7 separate regions of the Mus musculus genome follow, and all the other regions are linked to region 1. Evidence: chromatin contacts called from public Hi-C and promoter capture Hi-C data. All regions are on one chromosome and are shown on one strand. Each heading gives the region's core, a stretch centred on a gene start, on an enhancer-like site or on the middle of the called end of the contact. The rest is flanking DNA. Distances are from core to core; before and after follow the strand shown. Region 1 holds the start of Tollip (toll interacting protein). Region 2 holds the start of Nadsyn1 (NAD synthetase 1). Region 3 holds the start of Adam8 (a disintegrin and metallopeptidase domain 8). Region 4 holds the start of Nap1l4 (nucleosome assembly protein 1-like 4). Region 5 holds the start of Cdkn1c (cyclin-dependent kinase inhibitor 1C (P57)). Region 6 holds the start of Tspan32 (tetraspanin 32). Region 7 holds the start of Ric8a (RIC8 guanine nucleotide exchange factor A).

Region 1 (4,229 bases), core at 948-3,447:
GGCCAGTGAAAAGTTGAAAACTGAAAAAGGTCTGCACTCTAAGAAATAGCACTTCCCAGATGAAGTTCAAGGCCTTCTATTCTACAGAGACCCTGGCTATGGCCCATGCAGTCCTCCCACATCAAGTCACTGGAAAGAGCACAGATCTGATGGTGACTGTCATTCTCTGGCTTACATAAGTTACGATGCATAGCTGTGTCCCTGTGCTCCACACCTGTGGCTCAGTGTCCAGTTACTCTAAATATTGTGACCACTAATACTATGATGAAGATATGCATATCCCAAATAAACCTTGAGATACCCGTCACTTATGACAAGTTCTTACAGCCCAAAGTTACAAGTCATGAAAACCTAAAACCACTCAGCTGTCTATGTTGTATTTCTATGACTACATTCTCCCAGGAACTCTGGGCAAGTAGAAAGATCAAACGTCAGGATTTGACTCCACAGATTCTGCTAGTATCAACATCATCTGACACTCCCAATTACTCATCACTGTGTAGGTTATTGCAGCTCTGTACAACACCAGAGTTTCTCTAAGCAACAGGGAAAGATAGCTTCTTACTCATGACAGACATGGAGTTCACCATCAGATGAATTCAAACTCAGCCTGAACCACAAGAGATAAGGACACTCTCAGACCACACGGTAAGAAAGGGTCCACTCTCCTTGGCCATGTGTCCACTTGGCAGGGGATATGAAAAGGGCAAAGCTCTGTCTCCCTTTCTCCTCTGGCAGCCACCATCAATCTTCTATAGTTTGCTGAGACACCGTGAGGATGAAGAAGGGTTGATGAACATGAAAGTAACTCCAACATTGGAAATCTCCATCCAAGTTTGACAGTGGCTCAGGAGATCTGGCTTCAAAGCCCTCCTAAAAAGCATCTAACAAGCCTGAGGCTTTCTTCAAAGTCAGGAAATCAGTAATCTATCCCAAGGAGTTACCTGTTACACACACACACACACACACACACACACACACACACACGCACACACACACACACAATCAACACCAAGCTGTCAGGGTGAAAAAACTCTGGGAAACCACAGGCTTTGCAGGCACACTCAATATTAACTTCAGGGGAAAAGGCACTGAGGTGCTGATCAGAACAATGTTCTACTCCACACAGCCACAGTTGGCTAACAACATCCCACCCACACCAGTCTCAGGGAGCTACTGGGAGGCCATACACACTAGGGGAGGTGAGACAGGTAGTATAATAGAACCCAAGACAATCCTGAAGAGACAACCCTGTTGGGTCTTCCAAGTTCTCTGCTCCCCTCTCCTCGTTTATAAATGAAGAAATTGAGGCTTGAAAAGGTAGCCACTAACTAAGCTCAAGAGGTAGTACCCTATTTTCTATAGATGTTAGGGAGAAGAGGAAACTGTCACAAGTAAGGACAGACTACAAAGTGGGATCTTTCACCATTTCTGAAACCAAGGAGACCAGGTTATCTCTCTCCTTTGGGGGACCAAAGGTGTCCGACTCCACTCCTCTGAGAGACGGGGAACCAAGGCACCTCTCAGTTTGGGAAATTAATGTAGTCAGTACCACTCTCAATCTGGGAGACCAAGAGTCAGGGCTTGTGTCCATCTGGGAGACCAAGCAGGTGATAGATCTGAGAACGTAAGGGGTTCAGGGCCCTTTCTATCTGAGGAACTAAGGGAAGTCGGGGTCCCACTCCATCTGGGGACCAATGGGGTAAGGTTTCTTCTGTGTAGAGGAACCCTATTCAGGGCCTCCACCCAGGAGGACCACGGGAGTCAGGATCCCTCTCCATGAAGGAGGCCAGGAGCTTCAGGGCCCGTGGGCATCTGGGGAACCATCAAATTCTGCCTTCCTCCACCCCAGATGTCCGATAGACGAGAGTCGCTGCTCCGGGTGGGTACCCGAAGGTAGGACCCGCGAAGCCCCGGGACGGAAGAGCAACCCGCGAGGGGCCCCGTAAAAGACTGAGGAGTCCGACCCCAGGCTCCACTGCCCCAGCCAGGCTCTGGCCCAGAGCACTCACCGGCCCGCGCTGCGTGCTGACGGTGGTCGCCATGGTGCTGCGGCGGCCCTCTGCCTCGCCAACTGCACAGAGACCCGCCGGGAGAGCTCTTCCGCTCCCACCACAAGCTGCGTCGCCGACCGTTGTCCCGCGAGGCAATCGGCTCTTCAGTCAGCTGACAGTCGCCCCGCCCCGCCCCACCCCGGCGTTCCCAAAGCACAGAGCTTGGCAATAGCTGGCCCCGCCCCTTCCGGCTAATCCGCGCACGCGTGTTCCGACCTCAGGGGGAAATGGGTCTCCCGTACACGCCTGCGCAGTGGCTCCCTTCGGGCGCTCAGCAGCCCGTTAAAATGGCTGTCAGACTGTTTGCGCATGCCTAAACCTGAACACTCTCCTGCGGGCAGAAGCCTGCTCACCCAGTCGCATACACCTAGAACAGGGACGCACATCTCAATTCGGTCGAGTTGCCACAGCGTCTAGTCACCTAACTGGAGATAGCTGTGATACCACCGCTTGCAGGTGCGTGATCCGCTTGGAGAAAACTGAGGTTTGGCTGCCTGAGCGAAAAAAAAAACAGATGGCAGTAGAACCAGCTACCCTCAAGCTCTTGAATTACCTCAAAATTCTGTGGGAGGGAGAACATTTATATTTAAATTTTAAAAGAAGAAACCAAGCTGAAGGAGAGACAAGAGTGGGACGGAAAACTTCCACCAGCCTTGGATTTGCTAAATGAATGGAGAGATGAAGATCTGTCCCTAGGAAACCCGGGCCACCCACTCTTGCCTTTTCAGAGCACTCTCTTCAGAAGAATACTTGGCCAGATAGAACCAGGGTAGTTCCTATAAGGAGTTTACCCTATGGTGGTCACCAGTCTGTAGGTCCCCTTTTACTTGTGCGGCAATAGACTTGGTACTGTCTAGGAGTACCAAGAACATTTCCTCACTCACACCATGTTCTCTTGTGTTCCTTTCATCTTTAAGATTACATCTTCCAACTCTAGTGACAGTCTCTACCTTGGCATAACATGGGACTGCATCTGGGCTCTGTTCCTGGACACTGATCTATATCCAGTTCTCACCGGTCTCTAGCTCCTGTTGCCCAAACTGTCATCTCTATGCTGATAAAGCTAAGACACAAAAGACTATCCATTGTGGCAGACAGAGTTTTAAAGAGACCCCTGATCTCTCCTGGTGTCCACATCCCTGCTCAATCCTTTCTTCTTGGTTATAGACAAAACCTGTGACTTGTGTCTAAACATGCAGCAGACAACCTGTTGTATAAAATTATATCTGGATAGCACAATAGGATCCCCTTGTGACTAAGACCACACATATGGCCTCTGATGAATCCCAAATCCTTCAGTACTAAGCAGTTTAAAAAAGACACACACCACCACCAACAACACCAAGGGGGAATTGTTCCCAAGAAAAAACTTTATCTCATAAAATGCTTCAGTACGTTCCTGAAATCAGTTCAAGCCCTGGCACAGTCTGTCAGAGCAGAACCACAGCATTTGTTCTTCCTTGACTTAAAGCTCTCTCATGGTGGGGATCACGTGGCTGGACATAATCTTACTTGTTTCTACTAGATTTGCAGCAGATAGAAACTCTGGTATAGGTGGACTATGATAAAATTCACCTAGGTTACTTTGCAGAAACTTGAAAACTAGCTCTGCTGCTAGTACTGACTCCACTCAGCAGAGAGGTTATGGGTAACAGAAAATGGATGAAAGGCTTAGCATCTCTGTGTTCATCATCTTGTATTTGTCCCCTTTGTTGCCTTCACTCTTGACTCGGATTTGTAGTGCTTTTCTATTGATGGGATAAGACCAAGGTAACTTACAGAAGAGTTTAATTTAGACTTATGGTTTCAGAAGGTTAGAGTCCATGATGGTGGAGCAGAGATAGCAGGTGGCTGGAGCAACCACTGAGAGGCAAGCAGGAGACAGAGACATATTAGGATTGGGATCAGTCTTTTGAAACCTCAAAGTCTTTCCCTAGTGACATACCTCCTCCAACAAGGCCACACCTCCTAACCCTTCTCAAATACACCACTGAGGATCAATTAATCCAATGTGAGCCTATGGGCTCAACTGCCACAAGATGCTACTCAACTCTGTATGGAGACACACAGAAACTCTGAGAAATGTGTTGTTGCTGGGTACAGTGGCACATATCTATAATCCCGATCATTAGGAGGCTGAGATGGGAGCAGGACTGGGAAATTGAGGCCAGCCTG
Region 2 (4,229 bases), core at 435-2,934, 1.9 Mb after region 1:
ATACCATATTTCTAGTTCTGGTCCAAGCCTGTATCTTGCACCTTTGCCTTTGGCAATTTGAATACCTATATGGAGAGAGAGGGAGGGAGAAGGATTCAGCAGCTAGGATACATTAAAAGGTAGAAAAAGCAGGCTGCTGTGGTAGATACAGCCAAAGCCAGGCTCCAACCAACTACAGCCCTTTCTGTTAATAGCAGAGGACAACAGGCACCTATACCCACGTGTAGGTATTCAGAAACAGGGAGGGTAGGGTGACCTTAGTACTAGGAGGGTAAGCCACACCTTAATGGATAATCATTAAGCAGACACCCAAATTGGCTATAAGGAAAAGCTGTAGACAGGATGTGAAGGCTTCCATCCCTAGGTTGGTGTCAGCATCCAGCACCCAGGTTGAGAGCTGCTGCCAACATGCAGGCAAGGCAGCCCATCTTCACCGCAAAGACATAGACTCTGACCACAAAATCAGGTCAAAAATTACTTTAAAAAATAAAAACGCCTGGGCTAGCCAGATGTCTCCGTAGGTAAAGTCACTCGTTGGTAAGCCTGACAAGTCTGAGTTCACTTAGACCAGTGGTTCTCAACCATCCTAATACCATGGCCCTTCAATACAGCTCCTCATGTTGTGGTGACCGTCTGCCCCCTCCCCCAACTAATTTTGCTGTTATAAACCATAATGTAAATATCTGAGAGGCTCGATATCTGATATTTGACCCTTGCCCAAGAGTCATTTGGCCCTCACAGGGGTTGTGGCTCACAGGTTGAGAACTGCTCACTCAGACCCACAAGGTGGAAGAGGACAGCTGACTCCTGCAGGTTGTCCTCTGACCTCCACATGCACATTATGGCGTGCATATGTACATGAAATAAATAATACATTTGGGTTTTTCTTGTTGTTTTGCTTGTTTCTTGTTTTTCCTATTTAGCCTTCCTGCAGAGGCTTCCAGCACGGATAACCTGAGGTGAGCAGTCTGCAGCTGGGCACAGAGTATCCCCAGTTCTATCTTCTGGGGGCAATGATGAGCTGACCTGAATGTCAACAATACAGGTATATGGAACGCCAACACCCTTCTCTGACCTGAGACCTCTTCTGGCTTCAGTATGCCTTCTCCCAATGCCAATCCATGAGGAATGTCCTCAGGAGCCCTAGAACACGGATCTCTAGTCTTTGCAAACGCCTAGATCTCAATGAAACAGTTCCAAGAATGCGCAGCCCTGCCCCAGGTAACCTTAGAGAGACCCACCAGATCCTAGAGGATGGATGAGGGCAGTGTCTGCCTGGCTGGCAGGGCACTCCTATTTCCACTCTTGCCTTGCTTCCTCACATGTCCCCCAAATTAGGAAGTCGCCCTGAAAGCTCACCAAGCATTACCCTTCTATCTGTTCCCACGCCCAGCGCTGTGAGTCTCTCCTGGGCAAAGCTGGCCTGGACTGCCATGTCCTACCCATTGTGGACTTTGACTTCTTCCTGTCTCCCGCCACCCCAAAACTCACTCTTTAAAATCCTCTGGAAATTGCCCTCAAAGTCCAGGGCCCACTGATTGAGTGCACAGGTGGCCACGGTCACTTTCCGGCCCATGCTGGTTACAGGTTCCAGGCTGGGACGGTGTAATAACGGAGACCACAGGGAAGATACTAGCCGGACTGTCCGGTCTACGCCTGCGTAGCTTGGTTTCCTAGAGGCCCCTCCCCACGGCTCGCCATAGCCCCGCCCCTCTGCCGTCATAGCCCAGCTTCTGCACCGCCTCCAGAACTGCGCCGGCGCAGACCGTGTCTTACCCGGAAGCCCCGTCCTTTCGCCCTCCACAGCCACACCCCTTCTCACTTTCGCAGTGCGCGCCCTTCCGTGAGACCCCGCCCCCGCGGAGATCCTGCACAAAGCGCACCCTTTAAAGTAGGGCCCTAAGGAGCGCCTGCGCAGTAAGGTTGTCTCAGCGTCCCGCTGTTGCCCAAGGTCAGAGCGTCCTGGATCATTTCCTTTGCCATCTGAGCGACTTTTGATAGGTCATGAAAGGCTTGTTTTCTGCCACCAAAAGTAATGTCAGGTTTGCTTTCTGTCGCTGTGATGAACACGTGGCAAAAAGCAGCTGGGGAGGAAAAGGGCTCACTTCACCTTATAGCTCATAGTCTGTAATGAAGGGAAGTTGAGGCAGGAACTGAAGCAGAGACCAAAGAGGACTTCTGCCCACTGGCTTGCTTGAAGGCTTACTCAGCCTGTTTTTTTTTTTTTTTTGCACCACTGAGGACCACCAGCCAGGGGTAGCGCCACCCACAGTGGGCCAAGGCCGTCACATCAATCATCGGTTATGAAAATGCTCCACAGACAAGCACAGGCCAGTCTGATGGAAGGGATCTCTCAAAGTTTCCACTTCGCAGGTGTGTTCAGTTAATTTGTGTCAATTTTGTCAGTAGGAGCTCACAGAGAGCTCACAGAGGGAATGGGTGTGTCCTGCTTCTTTGGCTCACAGCAGTCTGGATTCCCTGTGCATCAACCTGAGCCCTTTCTCATTCCTGTCCCTTTTGCGTTTGGGTAACACCAATCAAAGTAGATACAACTTTTTTTTTCCATTTTTTATTAGGTATTTAGCTCATTTACATTTCCAATGCTATACCAAAAGTCCCCCATACCCACCCACCCCCAATCCCCTACCCACCCACTCCCCCTTTTTGGCCCTGGCGTTCCCCTGTACTGGGGCATATAAAGCTTGCGTGTCCAATGGGCCTCTCTTTCCAGTGATGGCCGACTAGGCCATCTTTTGATACATATGCAGCTAGAGTCAAGAGCTCCGGGGTACTGGTTAGTTCATAATGTTGTTCCGCCTATAGGGTTGCAGATCCCTTTAGCTCCTTGGCTACTTTCTCTAGCTCCTCCATTGGGAGCCCTGTGATCCATCCATTAGCTGACTGTGAGCATCCACTTCTGTGTTTGCTAGGCCCCGGCATAGTCTCACAAGAGACAGCTACATCTGGGTCCTTTCGATAAAATCTTGCTAGTGTATTGTAGTGGCTATTCCTGGTTGTCAACTTGACAATATTTGGAATGAACTACAATTCGGAATTGGAAGGCTCACCAGTGACCCTTATCTGGAGGCTTGGAGATCCTTATCTGGATCTTGGTTTGAAGATCTTGAGCCATAGTGGCTATGGATTCCAGAAGATTTAATCTCCGAGTTAAGGAACACACCTTTAATCTGGGCTATGCCTTTCATTTGGGATTAAAGGTGTGGTGGAACACACCTTTAATCTGGGCTACACCTTTTGCTGGAGACAATATAAGGACATTGGAAGAAGGGAGTCTAGCTCTTGCTCTTGCTCCTTTGCCTGCTTGCTGCGTGAGACTGAGTAACTGCTAGATCCTTGGACTTCCATTCACAGCTGCGACTGAACAATTGTTGGGAATTCGGCTGCCGACTGTAAGTCATCAATAAATTCCTTTACTATTTAGAGATTATCCATAAGTTCTGTGACTCTAGAGAACCCTGACTAATACATGTATGCAATGGTGTCAGCCACTATGTTCATAGCAGCCTTATTTATAATAGCCAGAAGCTGGAAAGAACCCAGATGCCCCTCAACAGAGGAATGGATACAGAAAATGTGGTACATCTACACAATGGAGTACTACTCAGCTATTAAAAAGAATGAATTTATGAAATTTCTAGCCAAATGGATGGACCTGGAGGGCATCATCCTGAGTGAGGTAACACATTCACAAAGGAACTCACACAATATGTACTCACTGATAAGTGGATATTAGCCCAAAACCTAGGATACCCAAGATATAAGATACAATTTCCTAAACACATGAAACTCAAGAAAAATGAAGACTGAAGTGTGGACACTATGCCCCTCCTTAGAAGTGGGAACAAAACACCCTTGGAAGGAGTTACAGAGACAAAGTTTGGAGCTGAGATGAAAGGATGGTCCATGTAGAGACTTCCATATCTAGATACAACTTCTTTAGGTCTAGTTCCTCCTCAGCCATTTTTCCTCAGGCCCAGGGATTCAGGCCTCACTTCCTCCCTCAGAGGAAAGCCAATCTAGACCCTTCAGGCTGCGTCAAGAATGAAGTTCTTAGAATGTGTCTTGATAGATGGGCTACAGCGTCTGCTAGACACCTGTAAAAAGAAGGGCCAGCGTGTGAGTGACACAGCTCTGAGGGGAAAGTTTTCCCCAGTGTAAGTACTGCAGCTCTGTGGGAGTTTTCCTGGCAGTAGGAAGCCAAGGAATAC
Region 3 (4,229 bases), core at 1,061-3,560, 1.9 Mb before region 1:
AAGGACCAGAATCGGCTTACCTGTTCTTTCGAAGGTGCAGGGTGAAAACGTGCCCGCTGGTCCCAAGAGCATAGCTCAGACTCTCTGGGTACTGGCCCTGGATGGGGATTCTCAGCTTAAGGCCAGGGATTTGCATAGCAGAAAGCCCCAAGCAGAGACCCCCTAGACCCTGAGGATTCGTTAGTTTCAGGGAGGGAAGTAGATGGCTGGGAGCAGGCTGACAGGGAAAGCAACTCTCCCAGGTGAAGCAGAAAAAAAAAAAAAAAAAAAAAAAAGAGTTTGATGGCTCCTTGAGCCATTTCCTCAATCTATTCCCAAGGATGATGGTGATGATGACGGTGAAGGTGATGGTGATGGTGAAGGTGAAGGTGATGGTGAGGATGATAAGAGTAAACAGGATAGGAGTGGCAGCCACTAAATCTGGGCAACATGGGAGTAGGCAAGGTACACAGACTCCTCAGCACCACAATTCCTCAGCTGGCTAAGGTGTCCAGCCAGAGATTCAGAGCAGGTGTGTGCTCCATACTCTGTGACCTTTTACTCCTACACCATGTGTACAACCAGCTCGCCTTAGGGACAGCATACACCAGGAAAGAGGAAAGCCCAGGCAGAGATGTTTCCTGAAGATCCAAACAAGGACAGGGCCAGGAATCTTCCTGGAGGTCTAGAGGCTGTTCTCAGTTCCCAGTTCCAGGAAATCCCAAGCTGAGAGGTTCTTGATGCATACACATAGCTTTAGGGTGAGCAGCTGCTGGCTAATCTAACAAACCACTGCCAACTGAAACTGGGGAGTGGCCCAGGGCAGCACAAACTGCTGTACCTTTCCTGGGTGAGAGGCCTCTCCAGGCTGGGCCAATGGTCTCAAAAGGAGCAAGGAAGTGAGTGGGCTCTAGTGCTACCTTGGGGGCCCTAGGACCCTGTTTTCTGGGGGCGGGGCAGCAGAAGGCAGGAGGAAGTGGTAAACACAGGAGGACCATCGCCATGCCCAGAAGCACAGACAGGTTGAAGTTCTGGAGCTGCGCAGGGCAGCCTCCAGAGACTGCCGGTCCTTTTAAAGACACAGGTTGTGTGGCCAGGCTAATGGGTAGACTTACCCAGTGGGAGGGCAGGGCTCTGCGGGAGCGGGATGCAGCTAGGCGCCGAGGCCAAACCACTTCATACTGTTTCACATGGGGCAAAGGAGGTCCAGGGGCTACTGCTTCAGGAGAAAGGGGGGTCAGAGGTCCAGCAGTGTCTAGCCAGAGTTAGCTCTTTTATCTGGGTATTCACCACAAGGCTCAGTGCCAGCAATGGGATCTGACCCCATGGCCCAGATAAGAGCTTTGTGCCTAAACCACCAGCTCCATCACACCAGAGTCAAGCTGTCTGAGCCCAGCACACCTGGGCACAGTGCCCCCAGAAGAACCTCATCCACTCACCCCACCCTTCCCCAGTGCCTGTTTGAACCTACACAGGCAGAACACATGTAGGCCCTATGGTCTGCCTGCCAGACATCTAGAGTTGACCTTAGCTACATGATCGTAGCTAACTGATGAACACACACCCTCCCTCAGGCTTTTCTCTCCCACCGGAAAACTTCCTGCTCAACAACTGATGGGGGACTGGTTTAGAGAGCACCTATCTGTAGGCAGGTCCAGTTTTAGAGACCACCTGCTGATCTCTTGCATAGGCAAGGGGCACAGCCACTTAACCCCAGGGTTGAGAGGTAAGAGAAGAGACCACTCCAGCCAGGGTCCTCCCAGGACAGGAAAACCAAGCCTCCCAGTGGGAGGCAGGATCCCATGCTGCTAGAGAACTGGGACCATCGTGCCTCTAGCTTCTGTCCCCGCCTAGCTAGAGTTATGCATCCCCCAGGATCCCAAAGGTGAACCTTGCTGCCTGGGACTCCTACAGCAGCAAGGGAAGCTGTCCTGTAAGTGCCACGCCTAGTGATGTCACTACTGTTCCTGTAACTAGCTCAATGAAAAAAGAAAAATCCCAGGAAACAATTTCTCTCACATTTCACTTTTGAAAAAAAAAAAAAATCTCAATTCTGACTTTTTCTGTTCCTACCTACTTTCTCCATACCCAGGGACCAGACCAACTCCAGGGAGGCAAGGTGAGCTGATCATGGTACATGGCCACTAGGCACACCACCAAGCAATGAATAGGCTCCTTGAAATCAAGTAGTCATCACTCACCTGGTGTCCATAAGACGCTGAGCAGCCAGAGGCCAAGCATGATGGGATCTGGAGCACACTAACCCTAGAGGTTCCACAAAGTACTCTCTTCATCACTGGCCTGGTACTTCTTTCTGAGTGCCCTTCCCACTGATCGGAACTGGCCAATCACTGGACCGCGGGGCGGAGCAAGGCGGGGCAAGAAGTACACACCTCTATACCAACACCCAGTTGGCAGCAACCAGCCTCCAGGGCAGTCTGGAGTTACAGAGGCCCCTCCGAAGTAACTTCTAGGTAGCTCCTATTGATCTCCCATGATTTTGGACAAAATTCATGGGAGATGGAGATGGTAAACAGACCAATTTGAGCAACTCTGCAGTTCTACAAGCTCCCAGTCCTGGTGGGGAGATTGTGGGATTGCCTCCCATGGCAGAGCTTTGGGAGTGCTAACTGGGTGGAGTCTAGCTGGAGGAAGATGACTTTTGGAGGGGAAGTGACTTATGAGCCTGAAATTTCAGAAGGGGACCCTTTGACTTTCTGGGCACTTGAAAGATGCAGACAGGGGCAAGAAAGGCAGTGTGGGCCCAGGACCAACTTGTGGGAGCTGACATTCCCAAAGCTCCTGCCCGGCTCCACGAGGCTTCTGAGGCCTCACTGGAGAGGCATATGCAGGGAGGAACCTGACTGATCCTTTTTTTTTTTTTTAAGATTTATTTATTTATTATATGTAAGTACACTGTTGCTGTCTTCAGACACTCCAGAAGACAGCATCAGATCTCATTACAGATGGTTGTGAGCCACCATGTGGTTGCTGGGATTTGAACTTGGGACCTTCGGAAGAGCAGTCGGCGTGCTTAACCACTGAGCCATCTCGCCAGCCCCCTGACTGATCCTTTGAGGTCCTACCTAACCTGTTAGGGGGTCCCGAGGCACCAGGCTCCTTTCCTGGATTCTGTCTTTCATGTCCTCAGGGTAGAGCTGACTCAGAGCCAGAGCTCTCAGCACCCCTACCATGGCCTGGCTTCCAGCTTCTCCAGGTGGGTCTGTTACTGTGGGAACCCAGGGCACTTGGGAATGTAGTCACGCCTGTTTATTATTTGTGGCACTGTTCGCTATACATCCTTGTGGGCACAGCTGTGGTCAGACCTCACAGACTTTACAGTTCTACCCCACAAGGGATAAGTAACCCAAGAGGAAAGGGAGACACCCAAACTACCAACAGAGCCTGACAGCTCGACCATAATGGGAAACTACAGGGTTGGGTTGGAGTCTTAGATCGTACCTAAGAATTTAAGCTGGGGCACACATGCTACTGTCACTCTTCTACCCTTGTGGATAAGGTCAGAAATGTAGCAATGGCTTAGGAATCTCAGCAGCAACCCGCTGCCTGAGGCATCAGCACAGTGTTCACTGCGAGGCTGTAATAGGTAGGCAGCAGCCAGAGCTCTCGGGTAAGGCTGACTTCCACATACACAGGATCTTAAATACTCTTACACTGCAAGTTAGGTGACAGCGAAAGTTCAAGGAAATGTGTTCTTAGTCAAATCAAAGGCAAAATCAAAACCTGTTGCCAGTAGCAACCATTGTCTTGTAAGTCCAACTGCCCATAGTGAAGATGGAGGAACAGTGTATAATCAAAAATTGGGACCAAGTAGGGCGAATTTTGTCTCACACTGGCAGAAATACATTGGAAATGATGGGTACACACTCCATCAGGAAAGACAGACTCAACTTACTCCTAACTTCACCCAGCAGGTATTTTTGAGGGTTTGGAGCTGCACCCCACACAAACCTGGGAGCTGCAGGTCATCGTCCAGGGACATGGCTTTCTGGGCTCCTGGAGACAGGCAGGTAAGCTCCTCTGCTCGGTGTAGCATTCATTCTAACAATGCTGGGTTGTCAGATAGATGTTTACTAAGGCAAGCCTGGACATGCTGCAGACCAGAAGAAACTGTGTGGTTGAAGAACCAAGCACCCCAGGAAAGGGGCTGGGGGCTCTACTTAGCGAGCCAGTCCTGACCAGGCACCCACCATATACATCTACATAGAGCCAATAGCCAAGGGCTGCCT
Region 4 (4,229 bases), core at 1,145-3,644, 1.6 Mb after region 1:
AGAGCTGGAATACAGATACAAGCCAACACACCCACTTACATTTCCTTTTAAGTAAACAAAAAAACCTTGTACTCACGGGCTAGAAGTCCCCAACAGCTCATTACTACTGCCTCTTTTTCAAAACAGGTCACCTGGGGCTGGATGCAAGCAGCAAAGAACTCACTGATGTGCCTATTTCACACTGAGAGTTGCCCTTAGACCTTCAGATTTAAACTACCCTTTCTTAAATTTCTAACTTATTTATGTGTATGGGTGGTTTCCCTGCTTGTCTGTGCACTACTTGCAGAGGCCAGAAGAGGCTGTTGGAACCCTGGGACTTAAGTTATAGACTATTAGAAGCCACCTTATGAGTATGGGACTCAAACCTAGGTCCTCTGCAAAAGCACACAATGATCTTAACCACCCCTAAATTAACTCTCTTGTCTAGGATTTTTTTTCTTCCAAAAACCAAAATTTTAGGTACTGGCAGTTAAATTTTTATACAAATACAACATAAACTTTTATACACAACATAAAGACAGCTAGCAGGGACAGTATACTTTCACTAACAAGAGGCAAACAGGAAAAAAAAAGTGAGATAGGATCTTGCTGTTTTTCCAAGACAGATTTTAAACAGTTCCAGAGCAGTTGGGAATCTAGGTGTATACTGCCATATCTATCTTAGCTGGGGCATTTTAAGACTCAAGTACAAAGTCAGACCAAAGTGGTGAACTACCTCATTTCTAAGAATACCACCCCTGCAGGAGATTTATTGCCCACTGGTATATTCTATATACTCAACTACACAAAGCCAAATGGCCAGCTCACAAGCCATGATTTCTGAGAAGATCCCAAAATACATACATTTTCCCCCAGAACTTTGGTAATACAATTCCAGAATTTTCAAAAAACGATAAAATCACTATTATTTTCACCAGCTATTCTATATTAACTGTGAAAAACAGTTCGGGATTTAAAGCTAAAACATCAAAATGTGTTTAAATGTTATGACACTGTGAACCAATATTGGTCAACTAAGGGGGGGGGTTGAGACCGACAACTGAGTTTTACAGCATCTACTTTAGTTAAAATGATACAGCTGTAGACTACCCGACAGGTGAACTATACTCTAGTCCTATCAAAGCCCTGCTTTCTCTGAATCTTACTGTTCATCTGAATATTTGTTTCAATACGTTATTTATTTAATAATAAACATTTATTATTAAAACTGAGCCAGATTAAATCTATTTGAATTTAGATGCAAGGTACCATCACACTTAACCTATCAGGGACTTAATTTGCAATACAGGTCGAATACTCCTATACCAAAAAAAAAAAAAAAAAAAGAAGAAGAAGAAAAGAAATCAGAACGTCCCAAAACCCACTTCTTTTCGAGCACATTTTGGATTTCCAGATTAGGTACGCTCATCTGTCAGACCTACAAATATTCCACAAACCGAACCACTTCAAAACCCAGGCGTTTCTTGCTAATGCACAGTCAGCCTGTTGCACCTACATCACGTACTATTGTGAATGAGTTAAGACACGTCAGGAGCTTAAAGGAGCCCCTGGTGTGTAGTAAGCGGAGATTAGTCACCGAGAGGAAGCAACTACTATGACAGGAAGGCGGCAGTAACTTAAAAGCATTTAACTTTTGGACCAAAAACTTAAACTTGAGTCTTTTTGCTGTGGAATATGCATATGCTCGTTACCGCAGCGCACGCGCCGGAAGCTACCGCGGAAATTCCTCCAAGAGGCAGCGAAGCAGAGTTGGAGGAAGTGCGGGCCAACTTGCCCCAAGGATACCCTCGGAAGAAGGGGTACTGCTGACGACCCTGAACCCGTTAGGGGCGCCCGGGTCTGAAGGCTCAGTGTGTGTCACTAGGCTGGCTCCGCCTCCACCGCAGGCTCAGAGAGTGAGGTCTGGCTCAGAGACCGGGGCACTGTGCGGAGAGCATGCAAAGCCCGGAAGGGCGAGGCGGCGGCCCAGTAGACCCCTTCCTTCCCAGGCGCGGTCTGAGACGAGGCGTACCCAGGCCCACCTCGCTGGGGAGGCCTTGTCCTCTCAAGGAACCGCCTGCGCCGCTTCGCGTGGGTTCTCGGGCGGCGGGAACAAAGCGCGCTGACCTTCAGCCGGGGGCGGGGCTGCACGGAGGAGGGACCGGCCCGCCATCCGCCGCCACCCGCCACCCGGACCTCTGACCCGGTCGCCGCCCGCCTCTGCTCGCCGCCATGGCGCGTCGGCCTGCCCGCGCCGCCCACTCCTCCCCGTCTCCGCCTCCTCCGCCCCAGTCCCTCGCCAGCCGCCCGCCGCGCCGTTACCCGCCAGCACCGCACCTCGCGCCTCCTGCGGCAGTGGCGCCTGTCCTAAGCTCGCTCCGGGGCTGCACCGCCGTGGTCGCCAACAAAACCACCTGCCATTGGCCGTATCGCCGGGCTCCACCCTCTGCGAGCAAAACGGGCGACGAATGGACAATAGAGCTGTTTATCAACTGCACCAGGCACTAGGAAAGGCGGTATCCAATCAAAATCTGTTGAGGGAGCACGGCGTCCAGCCTAAGCCCGCGAGCTATATGTAGTTAGAGTAGTGACGTGTGTTCCGGCGCACGCGCAGTTCGTGCTTCTTTAAAGGGGCTGCTGGGCGCGCGTGTAGGACTTTGGGCTTGTTACAACCTCTAGGGTTTGAGCTTCCTGGACCACATCGGCAACGCTCTTTCCAGATTACTTACAACTCCCTGCCTTCCCCCGGCCTGGGAAAAGCACCGCCTACTTCTCAAGGCCTTCTGACCCTCTGTCTACAGTGCCTGCCTGGCATGGGACTACCCTTCTGATAGAAAAGTTCAGCACATCTGTACTGGCTGGTTTTGTGTGTCAATTTGATACAAACTAGAGTTATCTGAAAGGAGGGAGCTTTGAGAAAATGCCTCCATAGGATCCAACTGTAAGGCATTTTCTCAATGATTGGTGGGAGAGGACCCAGCCCATTGTGGGTAGTACCACCCCTGGGCTTATTGGTGGTGTCTGTAAGAAAGCAAGCTGCACAAGCCAGTAAGCAGCACCCCTCCATGGCCTGTGCATCAGCTTCTGCCTCCAGGTTCCAGCCCTGCTTGAGTTCCTATCCTGACTTCCTTCAGTAATGAACAGCAATATAGACGTGTAAGCCAAATAAACCCTTTCCTCCCTAACTTGCTTTTTGGTCATGGTGTTTTCATTGAAGCAATAGACAACATCTGATAAGAATAAATAACTTGCTTGCAGATAATGTGTGTTTTCCTAACAAATTCTACGAACAGGGCAGTTGGAAACAAAGCTGGGTATGGTGCAACATGCATGCCTTCAATCCCAGTACTTCTGAGATAAGAGATACAGGTGACAGAATGAGCAGTTTGTCACTTCCAACTATGTAGCCAGTGTGGGGCCAGTCTGAGCAACATGCAACCCTGTCTGAAAAACAAAAACTTAAAATGAAGTGTGGTTACTGAAGGCCAGAAGGTCTACAGCATTGTTTTTCTGTATTACTTCTCTTTCATTCTTAAATTGGAACTATGTATAAACAGTTTCGCTTACAAAATTAAGGAAAGTAAATAAGCTCGTATGTTTTTACTTACATTTTTTTCTGACATACATTTTTTTTTCCTGACATTTTGATTGGTTAGTGGCTGGTTTTGCTTTTCCACGACAGGGTTTCTCTGTGTAGCCCTAGCTGTTCTGGAACTCGATCTGTAGACCAGGATGCCCTCAAACTCACAGAAATCCACCTGCCTCTGCCTCTCCGGTGCTGAGATTAAAGCCGTGCAGCAGCACCACCAGGTTTTTACTTCATTTTTATTTGGGGAGTGGATGTGGTTAAATCAGACAAGTATAGAAAATAGTTTGGTAGCCAGGGACTTATTTGGTTTGGACTACACATAATGCTTTTCTAATAATGCTCTGGGCAGTGTAAAAGTCCCCCCAACATATTTTTAAAAAAGATTTATTTATTGTATATAAGTACACTGCAGCTGTCTTCAGACACACTAGAAGAGAGCATCAGATCCCATTACAGATGGTTGTGAGCCACTATGCGGTTGCTGGAATTGAACTCAGGACCTCTGGAAGAGCAGTCAGTGCTCTTAACCGCTGAGCCATCTCTCCAGCCCAAACCCCCCTTTTTAATATTAAGTAAGACACCAGGCAGTAGTGGCACACACCTTTAATCCCAGCACTCAGGAAGAAGAGGCAGACAGATCTCTAGAAATTCAAGGCCAGCC
Region 5 (4,229 bases), core at 852-3,351, 1.6 Mb after region 1:
CCGAAGCCCAGAGTTCTTCCATCGTCCGCTGCCCAGATGCCCAGCAAGTTCTCTCTGGCCGTTAGCCTCTAAACTGTGGGAAGAGGGACTCAGGTGAGCAGGCATAGCGGGAACCCCCCGGGGGCGGCCCCTCCGCGACCCCCGTGGGGGACGCCAGACTCACCTAACTCATCTCAGACGTTTGCGCGGGGTCTGCTCCACCGCGCCCACCCCAGGAGCCACGTTTGGAGAGGGACACCCTGGAGGGACGTCGTTCGACGCCTTGTTCTCCTGCGCAGTTCTCTTGCGCTTGGCGAAGAAGTCTGCGGGCGACAACGCGCGTCGGTCAGGGCGGGGCCGGCCCAGAGACCCGCGAGGAGACCCGCGGAGTGCGCAGGGCGCGGGGCCGGGGTGGGGGCGCCATCCCCGCCCGCGCCGAGGTCCGCGGCGGGTCAGCTTTGTTTACGTCGCCGCGCAATGTGCTGTGTAAGCATTTCCCCTTGTCCCGCGGCCAAGCCCCCCGGGGCTGCCGCCGCACTTAACCCCCTCCATGCCGCACACACGGCTCCCTAAGGGGCTCCCGCGGCCCGAGCCAAAGACCGCGATCCGAGTGGGTCGCGGCCAGGCTCGCCCTCCCACTGCACGCTCGGGAGCCTTAGCTGCACCCCTACCAGTAGGAAAGGGGTGCGGGCGCAACCGCGCCCTAAGCGCCGCGGGCCCTTTAATGCCACGGGAGGAGGCGGGGACCGGGCGAGGCCCCCGAGGGCGAGGGAGAGCCCGGCCGGCCGGACAAAGCGAGGCCGGGCCGGGGCGGGGCCGTGCGGGGCTCACCGGAGATGAGAGGCCCCGACAGCTTCTTGATCGCACCGTTCGCATTGGCCGCAGCAGTCCCGGGTGCAGGACGTCCTGGAATCCCCGAGAGAGGCTGGTCCTTCAGCTCCTGGCCGCGCTGCTCTTGATTCTCGTCCTGCTCCTCGACCGGCTCCCCATTCTGCTCCTCGACCGGCTCCGCACCCTGCTCCTCGACCGGCTCCGCGCCCTGCTCCTCCTCCGGCTCCTCGTCCTTCTCCTCGACCGGCTCTGCGCCCTGCTCCTCGCCCTGCTCAGAGACCGGCTCAGTTCCCAGCTCATCACCCGGCTCAGCACCCGACTCCTCGCCCTGCTCAGAGACCTGCTCAGGGACCTGTTCCTCGCCGTCCCGAGTCGCCACGTCCGGGTTCGCGTCCGGGATCGGGTCCGGAGTCGGGTCGGAGGTCGCGACCAGGGTCACCTCCGGAATTGGGTCTGAGGTCAGATCTGAAGCCGGGGCCGGGGTCGCGGGTGGGGTGGGCTCCGCGACCACGGCCGAGGCTGGGGCGCTGGGCGGCTGCTCAGGCGCCTCCTCTAGGCCGTCGGGGGCCTCGCCAGCCGGCGGCCCAGAACGCGGGATGACAGCCACGGCCACCGGGGGTGGCCGGGGCCCCAGCTGCAGGCGACAGCGCCCCACCTGCACCGTCTCGCGGTAGAAGGCGGGCACAGACTCGCTGTCCACCTCCATCCACTGCAGACGACCAGGGCCTCGAAGAGGCACATCCTGCTGGAAGTTGAAGTCCCAGCGGTTCTGGTCCTCGGCGTTCAGCTCGGCCAGGCGCATCCGCAGCTCGCGGCCCAGCTCCTCGTGGTCTACAGGCCCGAAGAGGCTGCGGCAGGCGCTGCTACGCGCTATCACTGGGAAGGTATCGCTGGAGGCCAAGCGTTCCATCGCTGTTCTGCTGCGGAGGTACACGTCGGACATGCCCATGGTCGAAGGCTGTGCAAACGCGGGCAGCGAGAAAGAAGGGAACGGGAGGAGAAGGAAGAGGGGAGAGGAGGAGGGCGGAGGCTGGGCGTGGGTGAGACCCCTTGCACAGCCCGCGTCCGCCTCTGCCTAAGGACGCAGCGGCTACCTGGCTGATTGGTGATGGACGGCTCCTGCGTCTGGATCGCTTGTCCTGTCCAGCTTGGGCCGCGCCCCCTCGGAGCTTGCCTGCCTGTTCGCTTGCTCTCAGTCGGGCCTAGCCGGCACCCCTCGAGCACAGCGCACTCGGCCTGTGGAACGCCCAGCCCGCTGCGCCCCTTTATACGCGCTGGCCCCACCCCCGCGCGCGCGGGCCTCCTCACGATTAGCATAATGTAGTATTTTCAGTTTCAACAACACCGCGGCGATTGGAGGGTGCAGCCCGCCCCGCCCACAGAGGCCCTGCCCCCGCGCCACGCTCATTGGCTGCGCGCACACACCCCCGGGGCCGGGCGGGGCGGGTGACGGGCGGGCGCTGATTGGCGGCCGCACGGCGAGCGGGCTGCGCGGGACAAGGGGCGGGGCTCGAGTTAAAGAGCTCTGCGGGCGGTAACGTGACACCGCGACGCCCCTCCCCCTCGCCCCATCCCCCCCCCCGCCCCCCGCGGGCTCCTTTGTCTGCAGGCGGGGGCTCGCGCAGCCGCGACGCGCGCGCCCCCTCGGACCATGGAGCTGGGCACAGCCCCTCGGCGATGCCGACGTCGGTGAAGGTCCCTCGGTCCCCGCAGCCCGCGCTAGCCCTAGGACTGCACCAACTGATTAGGGCTTTAACCTACTACTACCAGCTGGGTCCTGGTCCTGGCAGTACCGTGGCTGGATCCACCCTCTACACCCAGGCCTAAGTATCTGCCTTCGAGGCATCTGCACACCTGCTGGCCCTAAGACCCTCTATCACGGAGTTAGAGACAGGGGTCACATCCATTCTTTTCCTGAGGAACAATACTGTAGAGATCTAAAAGATCTGTAGCCTGGTCTATAATAGGCCCACCTACCCGGGAGATGAGACACAAGTTGGGCCCATCCTAGCCTGTACCTACATCACTGATAGATGCCTAGGACCTTAGGTTTGGGTCAGGCCATATTCGACCCCCAGTTCTGCCTACCTTAGTTGGCTGGAAGTAGTTATGCTAGAAAAGAGAGAATGACCCCTCCTCCACAGCAGTGCCTCTTGGTGGGGCCCTGAATACTCACACAAACACACCCGACATGGCCTGACAGAGCCCCCCCCCCGCCCCCCGCCCCTGCTGCCTCCGCTACCGCCGCCAAAAGGAGTTCATTATTTAGGGCAGGGAGTCGAGAAGGTGACTCAGGCATGTGCCAGGAGCTGGCCCCCTCCCCCCGCCCTGGGGAACCAGGACTTCCGGACATACTTGAAAGGCCCTGCAGAGCCCCAAGCTCTCAGCTCCCAGCAGAGATGCCTGTGAGACTTTTGAGACAGAACCCTATTTACAGGGTTAGGTAAGTTGGGCCAACCCGGGAGTCAAGTCAAACCCTGAAGCCAGGGGCCAGACTGTCCTGGAACAGGTGAGAGACGGGGTTTGGAAGCTGCTCTGGTGGAGAGACCAGAGCCTGTGACCTGTAAGGATTTCTTTTTCTCGGTACACCATATTACAAATCTCTCAGGGCATTGGTATGTCACAGTAATTTTCTTGAGTAAAATAAAACTAATGAGGGCTTTCAAGGGGCCTCATGAACCCCTCATTCACTAAAAGCTAAAATCCACTAGCCCAGGGCAGGAAGGAGGCAGGGCTTTGTTCTGTCCCTGTGTCAAAGCCACATGGGCCTCTTCAGAGACCCTGGTCACAGGACCACACTCCACACTTATTTGTGACCACCTGGCCTCCAGGGTCTCCCCAACAGTCCAAATATCCAGGCTGCAGCTGTCGAGGCTAGAGAAGGTCCACCCTGCCCACAACCTAGGCCAAAGCTGCTGAGAGGACTGACTGAACGTGCTCCCTGGGGTGTGGAGCTACTGGGCCCTATTTGTTGGGAGAAGCAGTCTAGACAGCCAGATAGATCATCTGTGCTGCAGGCTGCCTCACTGGGCATCCCTACCCCAGGATGCTTGCATCACTTGCTTTCTCCTTTCATATTCCCGTTTCATCTGCTTGTTTGTCCGTCTCCACACAGGTTAAAGTGAGCCCTCCACAAGTCTGTAACGGTGAAGTTCCATCAATGCTAGCTAGCATCAACAGACCTGGTAAGCACACTGCTTCCAGAAGCAGGGTTAAGTTCCCCATCTAGCCCTCCAACCCAAGGGACCTGTAGGTAAGTAAACATTTGTCTGGCTACAAGAATCGTCTTCTATTTTTGACATTAAAAATACATCCAAAGGAAACAAGAACATTTTTTTTAACTGTGTTGCTGCGGAGAGTTGGGGGATGGAGCGCTGGTCTGGTGCCCTGGCTCATCAGACGCAAGTTTCCTGACTTCT
Region 6 (4,229 bases), core at 482-2,981, 1.1 Mb after region 1:
GCCTATGGGAGTGGGGCACCGACCCTCTTGGGGGGGCTCCAGTTCTTGAAGTAAGCAAACACTTGCTCCTTTTCAAAAAGTGGCTGACAGAGTTTCAGATGGCTCTTTCTTATCGTGTATTGATTTATGTATGTGTTCCTGGGGCAGGGTGTAGGTGGAGGCACGTGGAAGCCAGAGGTCAACCTCAGGTGTCACTGGCTGGCTGGCCAGTGAGTCCGGGCAGCATCGTCCTGCCTCAGCCTCCATGGCACTGGGATTACAAGCATGCGCTGCCATGCCTGACTTCTTTAACATGGGTTCTGGGGTATCCGACCTCAGGTCCTCATGCTTGCACTGCAAACACTTCAACTGAGCCCTGTCCCCAGCCTGTGTATTTTGAGGTGGGGGTCTCACTGAGTGTGTTAGGTTAGCCTCTGACTTGCTAATACCTTCCTGCCTCAGCCTCCCAGGTGCTGGCTGTGGGAAGCATGCTCTGCTTTTGTTTTTCAATCAAATATGGCTAGTTCACCGAAGGTCAATACAAACAGACTTCCTCCATCTTGAAACGCCTATGCCTGTTTGCCCAACCCCTGGACATTTCCTGAGATTTGACTCTATCACACCCTTCCCCTCTGTGCCAGTTATGAATTGGTTAATGCCATCAGGTCGGTCATGAGACACATTTGCCACTTGCAGAAGTCCTGTTTGGGGATTAGTCCCAGGAGGACTTTGGGACATGAGGTCTAACCAAACACTAAAGGTTTTTACGTAGCTGGACAGTTACAGGTTAGTACACCCTTACAACCAATGCCATGCCTTATAACCATAGGTCCTTCTCTTTCTGCTCCCCTCAAGACTCCACCCCTCCCCATGCTGCAGTGTAGCCCAGCCTACCCAAAGGGAGGCCTCATGCCTACAAAAATCCAGTTATCTTGGGCCAGGCCAGAGCAACAGCTGGTATAGAAACTGCCCCCCTTCCGGCCTGCCCTTCTTCCTTCCCCCAACACAGCCACTAGGTTACAAGGGTTGCTGACAGATAGGAGGACACAATGATACCTACTGTGTCTGCTGTGGTCTGAGGTCCCCACCCACTGGGGAACCACAGAAGGGAGGAGAGTAAAGAGGAAGGGAGGAGAGGGGAGGTGAAGGGAGGGGAGAAGAGAGGAGAGGAGACGAGGGCAGAGAGGAGAGGAGCTGAGCACCATGGGGCACTGGAATCGAATCAAGATTGCCAAATGCCAGATACTGATCACCAACTTCCTAGTCTTGGTAACATGCATGTGGGGCAGGAGTGGATGGGTGGGCAGGCAGGAGAGGAAATAGTTCACCATGCCCGGGCTTCCAGCACTGTGGTCTTCCCTCCTGCCACACCACAGTCCCTCAGACTGGTTCTGGGTCCCTGGTGGCCACCTTTAGAGGACTGTGAACATCTGTACCTGATGTCCTTGTAGGCAAGGGTCAGTGAAGAGCCTGGGAAAACCTAGGTTGGCTGGTGACTTAAGAGTGTGCAAGGACTACCCGGAAGGGGTGCTGCTTGGGACCCAGAGACTGGGACTGCCAGGTCAGGGACTGCAGACGAGTCTCTGCAGACAGTTTGATATGAGCTCCTGGGTCTTCAGATGGGAGGACACAGCGATACCTACTGTGTCTGCTGTGGTCTGAGGTCCCCACTCACTGGTGAACCACAGAAGGGAGGAGAGTAAAGAGGAAGGGAGGAGAGAGGAAGTGAAGGGAGGGGAGAGGAGAGGAGAGGAGAGGAGCTGAGCACCATGGGGCACTGGCTAGTGTGTTTTCTACTTATCTCTGTGTGTAGTACACTATCTGTGAGTGCCTGCCCACAGAAATATGTAGGCCTCCTGTAGCTGCCTTGTTCCTGTGCACCAAGGAAGCTGGAGGGAGCCAGGCTGGGGGCCTAAGAAGCCCAGACCCTATATTCTGTCAGGGTGAGGGGCCTCTGCAACTCCCCAGCGCTGACAGTGAGCCCACTTCACCCTCAGCTGCTGGGCCTCTCTATGGCCACCATGGTGGTTGTCATTCACTTTGGAGACCACTTTACTGTGATTGGCCATGCATCGTTGGAGAGGAACCCCTATGAAACACTGCGCTATTGGGGTAAGTGAGACCAGAAATGGCTGTGGAGTGGAAGTGAGAGGGCTCCAGGGCCAAACACATCTGGGAGGAACAGACCTTACTCCCCAGCCCTAGGCTGCCCAGAGGAGCTGGCTTTGGCCAAAAACCAGAGGTCAGGAGTAGGGAGAGGCAGCCCCAGTGTCTGGGTTGGACTAACAAAGGTGGGGAGGTTTAGGCGACAGCAGGCACTCCTGCCTTGATTCGCCTGCCCCATAGCAGTGGTGAAGCTGTGGCAGGGCCCAGATCTATGTGTTCAGGGCAGGGATCTCCTGGGGCCCACTCAGGTGGGCCTGTGGGGCTTGGCAGGGAATACCATATACAGAGGGCAGAAAATGTGCAGCTAGGACCCAACCTGCCAGGGTGCCTCACTTCCACAAGAACAAGGCCACTTTAATAAGAGGAATGCAAGGAATCTAGGAAGGTCACCACCCAGTAGGAAAAAGTGGAAAACTGAGGCCCCTGAATGGGGGATGGGTAGCCCCAGTCCCTGCCTTCCAAGGCACTAGGCCTCCCTTAGGCAGGAAGCCTGGGGCCTGGGCCTGCACTGATAAGGTACAGCCTACACTGTCACCTGTCACTAGAGTATGGGGATGTCCTTAAAGATAGTCTGTGAGGCAGGGAGGACAGGAGGAATGGGGGAAAGAGTACTGTCTCTTAGCTACCTTCTCTTCCCCCTTCCTTCTCAGCCTCAGGAGGACAGGCTATTGGGCTATGGACATTCCTTCTTTTGAGCCAGAGATATGTGCCTTTTGGGACCTCCCCGAAGGTCAGTTCTAGCTCTGTGACTCCCAAAGTAGATAGATTTCAGATCCAACCTCTATGCCCAGTCCCCAGGCTAGATTCCATACCCTCTGTCTTTCTCTTCCCACAGCCTTCTATGTGGGGATCAGCCTAGCGGGGCTCCTGAGCCTGGGAGCTGCTCTGAGCACCATAGCCACTGTGAGGGAGGCCCATGGCCTCATGGCTGCGGTAAGTTCCATGTGCTGCCAGACGACCCCGGCTCCCAGACCTCAGACGGGGACAAGAGCTGGAGAGGAATAAGACCAGGGAGCTGCCTGACCCCAGCAGAAGTATCCAGAAAGAAGCAAAGGTCAGGGGATATAGACCAGTGAGTCCCTCCACTTACACAGTCAGGACCTTCCACTTGCTCAATCAGGACCCTCCTACCTGGACCAGTCAAAAAAAAAAAAAAAAAAAAAACCTCTACCTGGGTGCTGCAGGGCCCCTGAAAGAGAGAATTGGCCCTCTCTGCCCTGGGGTTATCTCTAAAAACCCCAGAAGGGCTTGGTTCTGATACCTAGCCAGGTCTGGAGACAGGACTGGGTGAATTCCACTTCTCATTAGAAGACCAAAAGTGACCAGGCAGTCCCTAAAGCTGTTTCTGCAACCTGGGCTTCCTTGTCAGAGATCCACTGTCCTTGCCTAGCCATTGAAGAGACGTTTCACAACCCCAAAGAAGAAAGCTCTTGTTGCTGCCGTATCCAGTTCTCCATATGGGTGCCTCAGTGTGCCCCCACAACCCTCAATGGCTAATCCAGATTCTCCCTCCCAGGGCCCTCCCCATGGCCACCCTGTTCCTGTTTCACCCAGGCTTTCCCAGTCATCTGAATGTGGGCCGTTCCTTCCTGAGACCTTGCTCTCTTACCTACCCTCCCATTCCAGGCATTTCCTGTCCCCCTCCGCCGTCCATCCCAGCGCCCCTGTTTGCAGACCTCCCAAACTCTACCTGTGAGAGACTGGGGGGATCCAGGAGCCCTCAGGAACCTGAGCTTTGCTTCCTGGGTAGACCCAATCTACCCTTTGCAACCTTGTCTTCGTGCTCAGTACATTTGCTGATGACCCGTGGTCTCCAGAACCAGGGGCAGAGTCACATCCTAGAGCCGCTGCAGGGACCAGCCAGTCCTGGGTGGGCCCGGGTGACGGAGTAAGTAGAACCTGGCAGCTCAGACCTCACCAGGCAGGGCAGGGACAAGGCTGGCCATGAATAAGCACTAAACAAAAACAACCGAGATTTAGAGCCCAGATGGAGGCCCTAGTGAAAAGGGCACTGTGGGCTGGTTGGCTGTGATCCCAGAGAATTTGTGCCTTGCTAGAGGGAAGCATGTAGGACAGACAAAATG
Region 7 (4,229 bases), core at 749-3,248, 1.0 Mb before region 1:
ATCTACATACACGACCCTGCTGTATACTGTTCCTGAACCGAAGTGAATATTGCCTTAGCTGAAATTGTCATCTGAGGGTGTGGGGCCGGTCTCAAAGGGAAACAGTACTTTCTGATAGGGACCATAGGGAAAACAGAACAGCCGGTGGCACAGCAGGTGACAGGAAGGCTGTGTGGGGAGGACTTGGAAATCAGATCCAAGGTAAGTGTAAGAAAGTCCTTCTACTGTAGAAACTACCTCGCCCTATGTCTGCAACCCACACAGAATCTCTGGAATGCCCAGAGCACTGTGCTCGTGGAAACCTAACTCCGATGGACAGGGACAGGTAGTTGAGAATCACCCCCCTAAGTGTGACTAGCACCGATCTGAAGCATAAAAACCACCCACCCAGCCTCGATGTGACCCACCTAAGGGGAAGGCCAGCAGCACCAGCAAACAAGTGCGACCAGACTCTGAAAGACAGACGGCTGTGTCCTACCGACCACTGCATAGTCATCGTTGTGGGCGAAGCATCAGTATCACAACTGTCACACTGAACACAGGCACGGGGGCGGGGAATGTGTGTGAACCGAGGCACTCAGGCCCCTCATTAGTAAAACCCTGCTTGGACCCTCTGCTTCCAGCTCTTGGCATCAACCACACACAAAACTGATGGCATGCCGGCTTGGGTTCCAAGGCAGCGCCAGGCGAAATCCGGCCCTGTTTTTCCAGGGATACGTAAGCGCCACCCCACGCAGGTCCTTCCACCGAGAAACGAGCGATGTCTCCAGCTCCAGACTTAGACTTCCCCTCCTACCTCTACTGCCTTTCAAGTGCTCTCACCTCGAGTCCAATCTGCCATCGCGCCCTCCAGGGTCCCACTCAGGGAATTCGCAGCACAGCAACGGACGTGGCACCAGTACCCGGGTCTTCCGGTTCCGCCTCCGGGCTAATAACTTCCGGGAGAAGGTTCTGAAGCGGAAGAAACAGACCTGGAGTGCTTCTCGGGAATGTAAATAAGGGAAGGGCGGGCCACCAGCATTCGGACCCACGGATTGGTCAGCAATATTAGTCCTGCGCTGTGGGTGTTACTCGGAGCAGGTGTTCAGACCCAAATTTGGAGCAGAGGCTAGGAACCAGCTCAGTAAATCAGTCGGATGCCTCTGGCGCTGCTAAATCCAACTGGATGGGGAGGACAGGCAGACCCGAAAGAGACTGGTGAAGGAGACGGCCGGGGCCTGCCACTGAGTAGGGGCAGAGCCGGTTAGCACGGCGGGTGACATCATCCACTGGAGCACTGTTTGTATGTGTCACTGTGGGGCACCGACTCAGCTAAGTGGCGTGCGGACCTGGCTCCCCGCTACACAGCGCTCCTACGCTTCTAACCTCAGACACGCCTCGGCTGGCCGCCCCTCCGTTGCTCCTCTCGCGGGAGTGGCTTTTCCACGGGTGTTCTTCACTTCCTTCTCTGCAATTTTCTTGAGAATAACCGTATTACTTTGGTGGCTATTCTTTTTAGATAGGTCTGCTAGTTTCTGCCTCTCGAGTGCTGGGATTTAAGAAGGCGTGCGTCACTATGCCCGGCTAACCACGTGCATTATTTTGACCATCCAAGTCGTTGTACTTCTCTTTCCCTATTCCCTATGGAAGATGAGCTCCAAGGCCTGGATCGCGAGAATCGTCTTCCCCAACTGATTAAGCGGCCAGGAGCCGGCGCTCCCTTTTTTATCACAGTACGGGGACAAGAGCGTAAAGAGGACGGTCCACGCGCGGGCCAAGCCACACCCCACTCCCCACCCTCCCATCCCACCCCACCCCCCGCCTGCCAGGAACTCGGGCTAGAGAGGAGGGCTCAAAAGGAGGACACTGCCTGGCTGGTTAGCTAGCATCGCCGCTCCAAGACTAGCCGCTCAGCGACCACAGCCGGGTTGCTCCACCTTAAGTCGGAGGCGCCTGTACACACCCTTGGGTTCGGCTGCTCTCCCAGCATCCCTCACGCGTGGACGCCGGGCTTCCGGACCTGGGCGGAGCCCCGGGGTTTGGCCGATTGCGTCTTCCCAGCCCAAGCCTTCCAGCACCCGGTGCCAGGGGCCATGGAGCCCCGGGCAGTTGCGGATGCCTTGGAGACCGGAGAGGAAGATGCGGTGACAGAAGCTCTGCGGTCGTTCAACCGGGAGGTGAGAGGCATCCGGCTGCCGAGGAAATTTCAGGAAGAGAGGAAGCAGGGGTGTGCGCGCAACTCGGCTGGGGTGTGCGTGCGAGTGGTGGCAGGGAGCACGGCGGTGGGTGGTGGGCTGGTCCCTCGGGTGGCTCTGTGGTGGCGTGTGGTGGGGCAGGTGTATGGGAGGCTAGGGTGGGCCTTGCCTTAAGGTTCAGAGCGATGGATGCTGCTTCAGAGGTCTGCTCTGACTCGAGGAGCACGGGTCCTACCTGCATGTGGATCTGAGCCTCCTGGGTCTCCCTGCAGCATTCTCAGAGCTTCACCTTCGATGATGCCCAGCAGGAGGACAGGAAGGTAGGTGTCAGCCCCAAGGGCTCCTAGGGCAGGCACGGGCTGACCCCAAGAAGAGGGCCTAGTGGAACCACTTTTGTTCGACCCCACAGAGACTCGCAAAGCTACTGGTCTCCGTCCTGGAGCAGGGCTTGTCACCAAAGCACCGTGTCACCTGGCTGCAGACTATCCGAATCCTATCCCGAGACCGCAGCTGCCTGGACTCATTTGCCAGCCGCCAGAGCTTACATGCACTAGCCTGCTATGCTGACATTACCGTCTCAGAGGAACCCATCCCACAGTCCCCAGACATGGATGTCCTCCTCGAGTCTCTCAAATGCCTGTGTAATCTTGTGCTCAGCAGTCCAACAGCACAGATGCTAGCAGCAGAGGCTCGCCTGGTGGTGAGGCTAGCGGAGCGTGTGGGACTGTACCGCAAGAGGAGCTATCCCCACGAAGTCCAGTTCTTTGACTTGAGGCTCCTTTTCCTGCTAACAGCCCTTCGCACGGATGTGCGCCAGCAACTGTTTCAGGAGCTGCACGGTGTACGCCTGCTGACTGATGCGCTGGAACTAACACTGGGCGTGGCCCCCAAAGAAAACCCTCCGGTGATGCTTCCAGCCCAAGAGACGGAGAGGGCCATGGAGATCCTCAAAGTGCTCTTTAATATCACCTTTGACTCTGTCAAGAGGGAAGTTGATGAGGTAGGTTGGAAGTCTTGGCTGAGACTCAGTTCGGGTGGGACAGTTTGCTTCCCTTTGTACCTCAGCTTGCAGGGTATCAGATATGGCGAGGACTAGAGGATGGTGTAGGCGGGAACTCAGGGAAGGTGCCTGAGCCGCACTGTGCATGGGGTTGCAGGTGGGTATTCTCCACAGTGCTTCAGGTGGCCAAAAGCACCACATGTGCTGTGCACAGCGTCTAGGGATCAACTCCATGTGGCCACAAGAACAGGGGTTCGATCTCACAGGAGCCCCTTTCTGTCTTTGGTTAGGAAGATGCTGCCCTTTACCGGTACCTGGGGACTCTTCTGCGGCACTGCGTGATGGTTGAAGCTGCTGGGGACCGCACAGAGGAGTTCCACGGGTGAGGGGTAGGGCTCACAATGTTGGGGACGGCAAGAGTTCCTAGGTATGGGTACAGAAGTCCTTAACCCTAGTTGTGAATCAGAAGCACTTGGGGGCCCAGGCCCCACCTTTGACTTCATCAGGGGAATGGGGCACCAGTGTTGTTTCCAGAGAGCCTAGGTAACTCAGGTATGGCTAAGAGAAGAGCTATGAACTTAGAGACAGGGCCTTAGGCGGAGGCAGTATGGTCTCTTGCTGGTGCCTCTGCTCATCTCAGGTTCGAGAGATTGTTTGGCATCTCAGCTCAGACATAATGGCCCAGATAGCGTCTGCAGAATCTCCCCACCAAATTTGAGTTGGGGTACCACCTGCCCTTGCCTATAGTCTATTGCTTTCAGTGCAACCCTTCGAGCCCATCCATGTGTACCCCAGGAGAAGGGCCAGGGAGTGTATCTGTGCTAAATATAATTACTGTGTCGAGGCCTCTGTGTGTCTGTCCCCAGCCACACGGTGAATCTCCTGGGGAACTTGCCCCTCAAGTGTTTGGATGTGCTTCTGGCCCTGGAGCTCCACGAAGGATCCTTAGAGTTCATGGGAGTTAACATGGATGTGATCAGTGCCCTCCTCGCCTTCCTAGAGAAACGTCTGCACCAGGTAGGACTGGGGGCCTGCTACGTGGACACCCAGGGGCT

The links. Promoter capture Hi-C pulls out the DNA fragments that hold promoters and counts their contacts. Hi-C and Micro-C count contacts between places; a contact is called where the count stands out from the background. Capture Hi-C pulls out chosen DNA fragments and counts their contacts.
Region 2: a promoter capture Hi-C map of adipose tissue shows a contact between it and region 1, with 3 times the contacts expected there. The contact joins the promoter of Nadsyn1 here to the promoter of Tollip in region 1. A contact is called at or near these places in 1 of 39 promoter capture datasets (embryonic stem cells), 3 of 484 Hi-C or Micro-C datasets (B cells, CD4 T cells and neutrophils), 3 of 115 datasets of contacts at active chromatin or transcription factors (embryonic stem cells, regulatory T cells and thymic regulatory T cells) and 1 of 9 other capture datasets (adipose tissue).
Region 3: a contact with region 1 is called in a promoter capture Hi-C map of pre-B cells, with 5 times the contacts expected there. The contact joins the promoter of Adam8 here to the promoter of Tollip in region 1. A contact is called at or near these places in 1 of 39 promoter capture datasets (pre-B cells), 1 of 115 datasets of contacts at active chromatin or transcription factors (large pre-B cells) and 1 of 9 other capture datasets (liver).
Region 4: a promoter capture Hi-C map of pre-B cells shows a contact between it and region 1, with 6 times the contacts expected there. The contact joins the promoter of Nap1l4 here to the promoter of Tollip in region 1. A contact is called at or near these places in 1 of 39 promoter capture datasets (pre-B cells) and 2 of 115 datasets of contacts at active chromatin or transcription factors (astrocytes and thymic regulatory T cells).
Region 5: a promoter capture Hi-C map of liver shows a contact between it and region 1, with 2.6 times the contacts expected there. The contact joins the promoter of Cdkn1c here to the promoter of Tollip in region 1. A contact is called at or near these places in 2 of 39 promoter capture datasets (embryonic stem cells and liver), 1 of 115 datasets of contacts at active chromatin or transcription factors (bone marrow-derived dendritic cells) and 1 of 9 other capture datasets (liver).
Region 6: a contact with region 1 is called in a Hi-C map of CD8 T cells, with 4 times the contacts expected there. The contact joins the promoter of Tspan32 here to the promoter of Tollip in region 1. A contact is called at or near these places in 1 of 484 Hi-C or Micro-C datasets (CD8 T cells) and 1 of 115 datasets of contacts at active chromatin or transcription factors (pancreatic cancer cells).
Region 7: a contact with region 1 is called in a promoter capture Hi-C map of adipose tissue, with 3 times the contacts expected there. The contact joins the promoter of Ric8a here to the promoter of Tollip in region 1. A contact is called at or near these places in 1 of 39 promoter capture datasets (pre-B cells) and 2 of 9 other capture datasets (adipose tissue and liver).

Annotation. Positions count from the first base shown.
Region 1 is chr7:141,900,264-141,904,492 of GRCm38.p6, forward strand. It overlaps Tollip (toll interacting protein), which reads right to left and starts at 2,198. Exons shown (of 6, transcript NM_023764.4): 1 at 2,013-2,198. The coding sequence starts at 2,045.
Region 2 is chr7:143,821,168-143,825,396 of GRCm38.p6, forward strand. Nadsyn1 (NAD synthetase 1) reads right to left here and starts at 1,685. Exons shown (of 21, transcript NM_030221.2): 1 at 1,492-1,685; 2 at 5-65. The coding sequence starts at 1,576. It overlaps Dhcr7 (7-dehydrocholesterol reductase), which reads left to right and starts at 2,000. Exons shown (of 9, transcript NM_007856.2): 1 at 2,000-2,373.
Region 3 is chr7:139,990,252-139,994,480 of GRCm38.p6, forward strand. It overlaps Adam8 (a disintegrin and metallopeptidase domain 8), which reads right to left and starts at 2,311. Exons shown (of 24, transcript NM_001291066.2): 1 at 2,181-2,311; 2 at 1,095-1,195; 3 at 21-97. The coding sequence starts at 2,220.
Region 4 is chr7:143,546,726-143,550,954 of GRCm38.p6, forward strand. It overlaps Nap1l4 (nucleosome assembly protein 1-like 4), which reads right to left and starts at 2,395. Exons shown (of 16, transcript NM_008672.3): 1 at 2,317-2,395.
Region 5 is chr7:143,458,949-143,463,177 of GRCm38.p6, forward strand. Cdkn1c (cyclin-dependent kinase inhibitor 1C (P57)) reads right to left here and starts at 2,102. Exons shown (of 4, transcript NM_001161624.1): 1 at 1,905-2,102; 2 at 847-1,768; 3 at 164-302; 4 at 1-73. The coding sequence starts at 1,759. The coding sequence ends at 169.
Region 6 is chr7:143,003,928-143,008,156 of GRCm38.p6, forward strand. Tspan32 (tetraspanin 32) reads left to right here and starts at 1,732. Exons shown (of 8, transcript NM_020286.3): 1 at 1,732-2,091; 2 at 2,981-3,078. The coding sequence starts at 1,992.
Region 7 is chr7:140,855,399-140,859,627 of GRCm38.p6, forward strand. Ric8a (RIC8 guanine nucleotide exchange factor A) reads left to right here and starts at 1,999. Exons shown (of 10, transcript NM_053194.4): 1 at 1,999-2,156; 2 at 2,447-2,494; 3 at 2,584-3,174; 4 at 3,465-3,556; 5 at 4,041-4,191. The coding sequence starts at 2,073. It overlaps Bet1l (Bet1 golgi vesicular membrane trafficking protein like), which reads right to left and starts at 985. Exons shown (of 4, transcript NM_018742.5): 1 at 823-985. The coding sequence starts at 841.